2 separate regions of the Ovis aries genome follow, and region 1 is linked to region 2. Evidence: chromatin contacts called from public Hi-C data. All regions are on one chromosome and are shown on one strand. The core of a region is the stretch at or near the end of the contact, and the rest is flanking DNA. Distances in the headings are between cores, read along the strand shown. Region 1 holds the start of NAPG (NSF attachment protein gamma). Region 2 overlaps LOC114110457 (a long non-coding RNA gene).

What was found. Hi-C and Micro-C count contacts between places; a contact is called where the count stands out from the background.
Region 1: a Hi-C map of hypothalamus shows a contact between it and region 2, with 4 times the contacts expected there. The contact joins the promoter of NAPG here to the enhancer-like site in region 2. A contact is called at or near these places in 6 of 16 Hi-C or Micro-C datasets (hypothalamus, liver, mixed tissues and 2 more).

The regions. Positions count from the first base shown.
Region 1 is chr23:42,686,814-42,691,584 of ARS-UI_Ramb_v3.0, reverse strand. NAPG (NSF attachment protein gamma) reads right to left here and starts at 3,129. Exons shown (of 12, transcript XM_042239278.2): 1 at 2,803-3,129; 2 at 1,133-1,200. It overlaps LOC105604488 (a long non-coding RNA gene), which reads left to right and starts at 3,314. Exons shown (of 2, transcript XR_003586653.3): 1 at 3,314-4,175; 2 at 4,266-4,474.
Region 2 is chr23:42,469,870-42,474,706 of ARS-UI_Ramb_v3.0, reverse strand. LOC114110457 (a long non-coding RNA gene) reads right to left here. Exons shown (of 2, transcript XR_009598158.1): 2 at 4,819-4,837. Among named protein-coding and RNA genes, the nearest start is that of VAPA, 63 kb to the right of the region's middle. Within about 2 kb of position 2,451, at least 12 of the 54 cell types and tissues checked have an H3K27ac peak or open chromatin away from gene starts, as enhancers often do. A contact at or near this core is called in hypothalamus, where this site is marked.

The sequences.
Region 1 (4,771 bases), core at 1,880-4,379, 220 kb before region 2:
ATTATCTTAAAATGCTGAAAATAAACAAACAATAAACTATTTTATCCCTGAATTTCTACATTTTGCTGTCATAAAACTTTACTGATGAAATGTATCTTGCATAATCCCTTAAAGAAAACAAACAATGTTTTAAGAGGAAAATCTGACTTGGAAGTACTTATTTCTGAAAGCAGAAATGGTCTCAGATGCATATAGAACAGTTTCATGTTAAATTTCCCTTATGGAGGAGATCTGCAAAATGTCATGCTCTCCAGTTACAAAAACATTCTTGTATGAAGCGTCCATAAAACCCATGTAAAATGTGAACCTGTAATTATTTTAATAATTATTCTCTAGAAACTATATCCTACATTGTGCCAATTAGTTTTAATTTTTTCTGACTTCTTTATTCCTGGTGATATACTAAAACTAAAGTCTGCTAAAAGCAGATTTCTTAGGTGATTTCTACCCAAGGCTAACACATGTGATCACAACCACCGCAGAAGCACACAATAAAACGTGTTCAGCCTATTTCAAAATCATACTATGCTTTATGTCCAAAATCATCACAGATACGCTGAAAGCTGTCATTCCATAACTGAAAATGCTGAATTTGTAATAAGTTCTCTTTCTGTTGGAAATTTCAGACTGCTTTTATCTTATATGCAAACCAAGATATTAAAATATGCCTATAAACTTAACGTTGGATGAAAAACTATCAGCACATCTCTGACCAAGGCTGTAAAGAACAAGAGGCTAACACGCGCTGTGCACAAACAACTGCTGAGAATGAGGCTTACGCGCTTTACAAAGTGAACCAAAAAAGTCTTTATTCAGAAACAGCTGGGAGAAAAGTATGACAACTCCTGGAAGTATATAGTATGAACTGACTGCACTTCAAGAACACGCTAATGATGCTAAAAGCCCACAGCTGCGCCCACCCCACAGTCTGCCCTCATGGGAGAGGGACGCAGCCGGGTTTGCAACTCGGCACTCAAGACACCTGCAAACAGAACCTAGAAAAGCACAGGGTCTGGGCAGGTCTTTGGTTGTTTTTTCTAAGAACTAAGATGCTACAGGAAACACTAAGAGTGAGAATTATGCTGAGACCAACATAACACACTGCAGGAGGCAGGACAACTGTCACAGATACCTGCTTTTCCATACTCAGAAGCAGCGCTGTCATAATCCGGCTTCCATTTCAAAAAACCAGTTTTCAGGCTAAATGAAAGGAAGATACAGTTAACAGAAGTTATCAACCACATTCTTAAGTCAGAACCCTGCTTGTAAGGACTTTGTAGGTCTGTAAATAGGGAGAGAGGGGAACCATCAACTGGAAAGTCCCCATTAGTCTACCTCCATCCAAAGTTCCTGGACACACTTCATCACTTTCCCTCCCACTGTCACAGACATGGTCTCCCCCTTCTGAAATGTCTACATAACATCCAAGGAGAGTTGAGGTAATCACTGCCTGGTCCCCAGACGAGCAGTGCCAGTATTTGCTGCTAGCTCGCTAGAAATGTATGAATTGTTAAGCCTCCCCCAGCCCTGCTGAACCGGAAACAGGGTAGCATCAGCAGCATCCAGGGTGTAACAAGCCCTGAGGTGCACTAAAGCCTGGGACAGTCGAGGTACCGCAGTGAGCAGCTGGATTCCTGAGACTGCAGCTCAGGAGAGGCACAGATAACCTGAGCCATCAACACAGGCCACACCAGCGCCCAGTTAAGATCCTCCAAGGAGACTGCAGAGCGAGGCCAGAAAGACAAACCCTCAGAGGGACAGAGGGCGGCAGCAGGAAGTCTGCAATGAGCTGCAGTGGACAGCAAGGGCAACCAGAGGGCAGGGCAACATGGGGAGGAGAGCGGGACTGGAGAACAAGAGCAGCTGCTCTCCAGGACCACAGGCCAATCGATCCTGAGCCCACATCTCCGTGTCCTTTCCGTTGATGCTTTCTGTAACTTCAGACTTACAGCTTAAACTAACCCTGTGACTGTCAAACTTAGGTATGCATGCTGCTGCTGCTGCTGCTGCTAAGTCACTTCAGTCGTGTCCGACTCTGTGCGACCCCATAGATGGCAGCCCACCAGGCTCCCCCGTCCCTGGGATTCTCCAGGCAAGAACACTGGGTGTGCATAAGAATTGCTAAATAAAACACCATCTTAAATTCTGAATTCAGTTAGTGAAAGCCAAGGAATCAGGGGGGCACCTTAACTGAGAGAGGGGGAAGCCCCTATAGCCTGCAGACGTTCAGCCTTTCTTGTGTTCCTTTTAATTTGCCAATTAAAGTTTATGTTTGTGTAACTCTACTGTAAGGTTCAAATTTGTAAACAACTCTCAAGCTAAGAAAAACAAAACGGTTAAAATGCAGCTTGTCTACTCTAATCCACAAAATTGAGAAAGCATCGCAATAAAGCAAAATTCTAATCCCCATCCCTACCCCGAAGTCCTCATTATATTTTCCACCGTGTGTGTGTGTGCGCTCGCGCGCACTCAGTCGTGTCCGACTCTCTGTGACCCCATGGACTGTAGCCGGCCAGGCTCCTCTGTCGTTGGGATTCTCCAGGCAAGAATACCGGAGTGGGTTGCCATTCCCTTCTCCAGGGTTCCTGACCCAGGGGTGGAAACCGCGTCTCCAGCTCTGTCAGATGGATTCTTTACCACTGAGTCACCTGGGAAGCCCCATTGTCCACCAGAACTTTTAAAATTCCACCAAAGACAAGACACATCCGTTAAGTCATCTTGTTGCTACACTTGGGAAAAGCTAGAGATTTTAAAACATAGTTGGGCCAGGTAACTGCCCAAAGAGCCAGGAACCAGGAGCACCTGCGCGAAGATACAGAGAGATGCGCTCGGACCCGGCAGCGCCCCCACCGCCCAAGGCACGCCCACTTCCGGCGGCGGAAGGCAGCGCTTCCGGGGCGCGGCGGCCCCACCCCGTCCGCCCGGCTCCGCCCCCGCGGCAGAGCCCCCCACCTGGTGCTGACTCAGACTGGCCTAGGAGGCGCCGACCCCGGCGCTCGCCCAAGGCCGCGCTGGGCCCCTCACTCACTATTTCTCTGCTTTGGCCAGGTGTTCCAGCCCCTCGTTTATCTTCTGAGCCGCCATCTCCGCGGCGCGGCCCTGACGTGGAGGCCGAGAGCCCGCCGAGTGGGCGTGGGAACGCCGAAGAGGAGGCCGGGACGGCGCCGCCGCCGTACTACCGGGGCTCACAGGGCTCAAACCTAGCGCAGCGAAGCGGCCCGGAAGCCGCGTAGGCGCTATGCAGACAGACGTTATGCACGCAGACGTTGTGCAGGCGCAGAGCGCGCGGAATGGTCGCACGCGTGGCTCCTGCGCAGGCGCGGTGGGTAGAGAAGGAGGTTCGTGCATCTATTGCCGGGGTTGAGCTCAGGTGTGTTGAGCACCTGTTATGTATCAGGTGCGGTTCTAACCACGGCAGGTCTGCAGGGAGTGCAACAGGCCGGACCCCACGCCGGTGGACCTCACCTCCCTCTCCCAAGAATGCGCGTGGGCGTTGCGATCTGTTCCTTTCCTTTTTCGGCCGGAACAGTCTGGATCATTCATCCTACATCTGGGCCAAACGTCTGTCAGTCAATCTGCAAACTCGACTGTGCGTCCGGGTCACTGCTGGGTAACCACGGGCTGATGCTCATCAGTGCGCAGCGGTTGAAGGTCGGGGGCAAGGGATTCGCAGAAATACTAGCAAACCAGCTGCCGACCCACGACTCACGGTGGTTCCAGCATATAAGTGGACCCACACAATTCATCCCATGTTGTTTAAGGGTCAAGTGTATTGTATTAATAATAACTCACATTACGCCCATTTAGGTGCATGGACGGATTATAGATTTCCAAATGTTTTTAAAGAAAAAATCACAGTGAACTTTACTGCATATGGGGCTTTTTTGAAATTTCACTAATAATTTGAAAGTTGGGCTTGAGAGTTTACTAGGTTTGATTGAAGCGGGCTGTCAAGTGGCTTTCTCCCCCCTCTCTCAGGTTCTGCGGTCAGAGGCCTGTGGGCTCTGTGTCCTGCAGTTCCGCCTAGGAACACCAGGTGGCACTACGTGCACGTGCTTTTACAACCTGGAAGTACCCAAACAAAAGAGATGATGACATTGGATGACAGGGTCAAATTCGGTTTTGCTTTCTTACTGAACTTTTCACATAAAAGCGATGCTCTCACTATGTTGTAGGTAAGTTATGCAGTGCTGCCCAAGAGCTCTGAGTGCAGTAGAGCTGGGACGATCTACAGTATTGATGTCCAACATAAGTCACTTTCGCAGGTGCTTGAACCAGCACAGTCCTCTTGATGAGCATCACTCAAGACGGAGAAGAAACTGCTGCACAGCGTGGCATGAAGTATCTTAGTTCCCTAATCAGAGATTGCACCTGTTCCCCCTGCATTGGAAGCTCAGTGTCTTAACCACTGACCACCAGGGAAGTCCCTTGTTCCCTTTGAATAAAAGGGAATAAAACCACCTACTGACTTGGCTTCGTGGAGTCCTACTCTGTATTTTGTTGGACTGCTTGGAGATGACCTAGTTCCACCCTGTGAAAAGTCTCTTTTTAATACCGCATCCCATAGGTGTATTTGTAAAAAGGACTTTAGCCTTAAATTATAATAGTTTAACTCTCTTGCAAGGAGAATATATTCATGTGGCTATATTTTGTGCAAATGTCAATTAAGAAATTTGAAATAATATAATTTAAAATATTAACACGACTTTTTTCTATGAAGTTTAAAAAAATAATAAATAACATGCATCTTCCAAGTGAAAAATTCCTCCAG
Region 2 (4,837 bases), core at 1,202-3,701:
CCCCTCTTTCCCAGTGACAAGCACAGGTCTAGACTGACTGAGCACGCAGGGCAGATGGCACAGGAGGTGCGGCTGGTCCATAGCCTGGCCCAGCCCAACAGCCACTCCCACCCTTTCTAGGATGGCTTCCTGCCCGGGTGTCACCACTCGGTGAGAAGGGAAAGAGTGAATGAGACCAGCGAGTGACGACGAAGGCTGGAGCTGCGGTGGCATCGTCAGGAGAGGTCAGAACCTACCATCCTAAAATATCTCCAAAGGGCCGTAAACCTCCCCACCATGAGCCTTCATGCCAAGTGTCTGCTCATTTCTAAACCATGGGCAGGAATTTTAGCAAGGACTGTCCACCCTGTTTAACTGCCTTCCAGGGAAGCGGCTGGAGGCTTCCTGGTGGCTCACTCCTGGGTTTCACATGTTTAAAGCCCATCCTGTGTTTAAAGCACATCACGTGTGTTCATCCATTTCATGTGCTCATTCGTCATGTGTGCTCATCTCAGGTGGGAAATTCTCAGCAGGACTTTCTTCACTTTGCTGCTAAGTCGCTTCAGTCGTGTCTGACTCTGTGAGACCCCATGGACTGCAGCCTACCAGGCTCCTCCGTCCATGGGATTTTCCAGGCAACAGTACTGGAGTGGGGTGCCATTGCCTTCTCCTTTACATCATGTCAAATGTAAACATTTATAGGGAAAGGAAAACTCAATGAAGTTGTCACAAACGCTGGTGACACTGCAGGTCAGGAGGCGACTGGCAGGGAGAGGCTCAAGGTTCCCATGGGTGACCTGAGAGTCAAATCATGTCCCTGGGCATTGAGTGGGCCCTGGGGGCCCCGGGCGCTGGGAGGCTCCAGCCAAGAGACCCGTGAGTCACCACAGGCCTTCGGGATTCCTAAAGGCGGGCAAACAGAGGGCTATTCTTCCGCCTGTTTTTGTTGGACGCCCAAGTGTCTCCAAAAACGGACACATATCTCGGAGCAGATTAATGTGAAGGAAAAGTCAGGACTGGGGAGAAAAAGAGAGAGGCTGTGGAGCTGATGCTCTGTGGCTGCTCCGAGGCTCAGCCTGAGAAGCTCCCGGGCACCGGGGACTCCAAGGCCAGGGTCGCCGGGCTCTGGAGGGAGTGGAGAGGGGCCCAAGGAGACCCTAGGACAGCCAGCACAGCTGCCAAAGCCGCATGGAGGCCCAGGACCCCGTGCTGACTGCCCAGCCCTGCCCCTCCCAGCTCTGCTCCGCCGTCCAGCCTGTTCCAGTTTCTTCTCTGAAGGAGGCTTTTTGATGGAGCCTCATTCTGTGCTCAGTGACATGAAAGAGATGCTGGAGCTGATTATCAAAGGCTCCACACGCCAGCGGTGGGGCCTGGGGCGTGTAACCTTATCTCTTCCTCCAGGTCTGCATCCTCCCGCCTGGCCAGCACACACAGCTTTTCCCTCCTGAGTCCCCATCAGATGTTCCTCTGAGTGGGGATGTGAACTCATACCTTAAGCTTGTAGGGCACGGTCAGGTGAACAAGCCCCACAGAGCTAAAGGCACGGACGCTGAGCGGAAGCTGACCATGGCCCCAGGTCTGGCTGTAGGATCCTCTCTCCCTACGGTGGCCACGTGGCGTCCAGACCTCCTTCTCTGCCGGCCCCTCCTCCAGAAAAAGCTCCTACCTGGTCTCCAGGAAACCCAGTCCCCAGGAAACCCGGTCCATCCAAACACCAGAGAAGGCAGGGTATGGCGGCAGGGGTGACACAAATCAGCACAGTGGCCGTGCAACTGGGTATAACCGTGAAAGTTATCTTAGGATGAGTACTTCCATGGAAAACGCCCATCCTGTAGTACTGAGGATAAAACGGGGATCTTAACAGCACGGGTGGAGTGACTAAAGTTTTGTAAAAATAAAACAAGTTGAGTCCACAGAGGAAGTCTGAGACTAGTGATTCCAGCCACAGCTGTGGTCATGACGGAGAAAAGGGCCTGGATGGACTTTCCTTCCGTCTTCCTTTGCTTATGCATATCCCCTAACTTGTCCATAAAATGCATCATTTCCTAAAGTTATCAAAGTTCAGGATTTAACCCTACAAACCTGCCGAGTCCAGGGCCGCCCTCTCCCCTCTGCCCCCTCTCCTTCCCCTGCATGGGGCCACCCCTGCCTCCCTCACACACACCATCCACGTTCCCCAGAGGGCCCCCTGGGCCCGTAGCATCCACTGGACACTGGGTAGCACTCTCCGGCTCCTCTGCGCCAAGGGGGTCAGGTCAAAGCAGAGATGCCCCATCGTGGGCCCAGGGCTCTGCATTTGTCCACTAGACCCCCAGCTCTCTGAGTCCTTCAGAGGCTCACAGGCCTGCCCTGCTGCCTGGAACCATCCAGGCATCCACGGGGTCACTCAGAGGCCTGGGGGCACCCCACCCCTCACTCAGATGCCAGGCGTCCACTGCCCTCTGCTGCCCCCAGGCGGCCGACAGCAGAGCCCTGGAGTGCAGGACCCCACTTGCCCCTGAACTGTCTGCATCCCTTTAGATGGTCAGCTGTGCCTGGATAGACCACAGGCCAAGCCCACAACCACACACCATGCAGCGAAGGCTCGGTCCTTTGATTGCTTCTCCCCAGGAAGCTCCCCGTGAAGGAGAGCAGAAGGCTGGGACTGGTGCTGCCCTCCCACGGTGGGCAGGCCCTGCCGGGAACTGCGCTCCGTGAGGAAGACAGAGATGCACACGGTCCTGCCTGCCAGTGTGGGGTTCCTTCACAGACTGAGTCTGCCCTGCTCCCCGCCAAACAGGGCCACCAGATGGGATGCAGACACCCACGGGAGTGGAGCTCAGGTTCACAACCAACAGTGCTTTGGTATAAGCACATCTCAAATGTTTCACGGGATATACTTATCCTAAAAACTTTTCATCATTCATCTGAAATCAATGTATCTGGGCATTTGGTCTGGGGGAGTTTTGTTTGTCTTTATTGGTTTGGGGAGTTTGTTTCTTTGTTTCTAAATCTGGTAGCCCTCTCCCCACGTCAGCATCCCCACCTTAACAGGACTCACTCCCTGAAACGCCCGTCCCCATGTCTGTCCCCCAGCAGCACGGTCGTGCAGTGACACGTGACGGGCCTGTCCTGACAAGGGAAGGCAAGCGAGTTCAGAACCCCCGGTGGGAGGCGGCCGCTCCCGGGGCTCCTTCTGCTCAAGCGGTCACCTTAGGACAAGGGCACTAGCTTCCTTGGGAGTGGCCACTTCTCTCATCCCAGCTGATAATTTTTTCTGAGTCAGAGATGAAAAGCACTTTTAGGGCCCCAGCATCTCTCGAACGTCTGTTACTCATTCTCTTTGACCTTGATTTGTCTCAATCTTGTAGAAGGGCTCAGGCATGCCTGTGACTATCTGATTTGTATTCTAAGCTGATTACACTGTGGAGCTGGCATTTCCCTCTAGATAAGAGCGAGAACACTCACATTTGTTTCCAAAGGCCTCTGCCATGCATTCCGTCATATTATCTTTCTGCACTGGAAGACAAACAGATCAGCAGCCCCACCCCCACCCCCAGGAAGACATGTTGGAATTACCTGGAGGTAATAGGGCTGCTATACCTGGAGGTGGATAGGGCTTCCCAGGTGGTGCTGGTGGTAAAGAATCTGCCTGCCAATGCAGGAGACGGGTTCGATTCCTGGGTTGGGAAGATCCCCTGGAGGAGGGCATGGCAACCCACTCCCGTATTCTTGCCTGGAGAATCCCATGGACAGAGCCTGATGGGCTACAGTCTGTACGGTCGCAAAGAGCCACACACGAATGAAACGAGCACAGCACGGCACAATCTCTTCATGTTCTTCCTTGAATTCAGCTGAGCACCTCTGGGGCACCATATGGTTAGGAAGATAGTGAGTAGGTGAGTAAGAAGGTAGATAGTAAGTAAGCAGGTTGGCAGGTGGTTAAGTAGGAAGGCAGGTGGGTAAGGAAGTAAGAAGGTAAGCAGGTAGGCAGGTGGGTAGAGAATTGGAAAAAGAACACATGCGCACATAGCCGTGAACATCTGAGACAACTTGGAAAATTAACCACCATATGTTGCTTGTTGTTTTGTCATTAATACATGTTGTTTAGTCGTGTCCGACTCTTTGCGATCCCAGGGACTATAGCCCTCCAGGCTCCCCTGTCCATGGAATTCTCCAGGCAAGAATACTGGAGAGGGTTGCCATTTCCTTCTCCAGGGGATCTTCCTGGATGTATACACAATATACAACAGAAAAACCAATAGTAAAATTAGAGTCAAAGTCTGATTGAAGAGCAGACAGACAGACAGCACCAGGTCATGGGGCGTGGGGATGCAGCCACTGGGCACCCAGTCCCGAGTCCCCTGTGACAATGCAGGATCTACTTGTCACTGTTAGGTGAACAGAAGATTCATCTTGGGAGCAGAGCTTTCTCTGCTCTGCAAGTTCTTAAGTAAACCTTCGTGTACTTTGGGTAATGTGATGAAGTCCTCCTCTTTGCTTCTCTGAAAGACCCCGGTTTGTTCTTCAAACATGCATTTCTGTGTCAGCTGCCCTCTGTGAAAACTGAAGATGTGACATTAAATCTTAATTCAGCGACTGCTTTTCTGTGGGGAGCTAAGGTAACAAGGTCCAGGCACAAAGCTCTTGAATGCTCTAACTCAGTCACATGCACAGGTCTTGGCGCTCGGCTTTCTGTCTTTGAGTATCTAACCCTAGAGACAGGAAGAGCTCTTGGTGCCTGGGCGTCGGACACCCCATAAACATCCCAGCTAGGAGCTGCAGATGCCCTAGACGCTGGTACCCAGGAGTTGGGACACCAGGCAGAGAGAAAAGGTGACACTCAAGGGAGAAAATAATAGGCTAGAAATGGAAGATT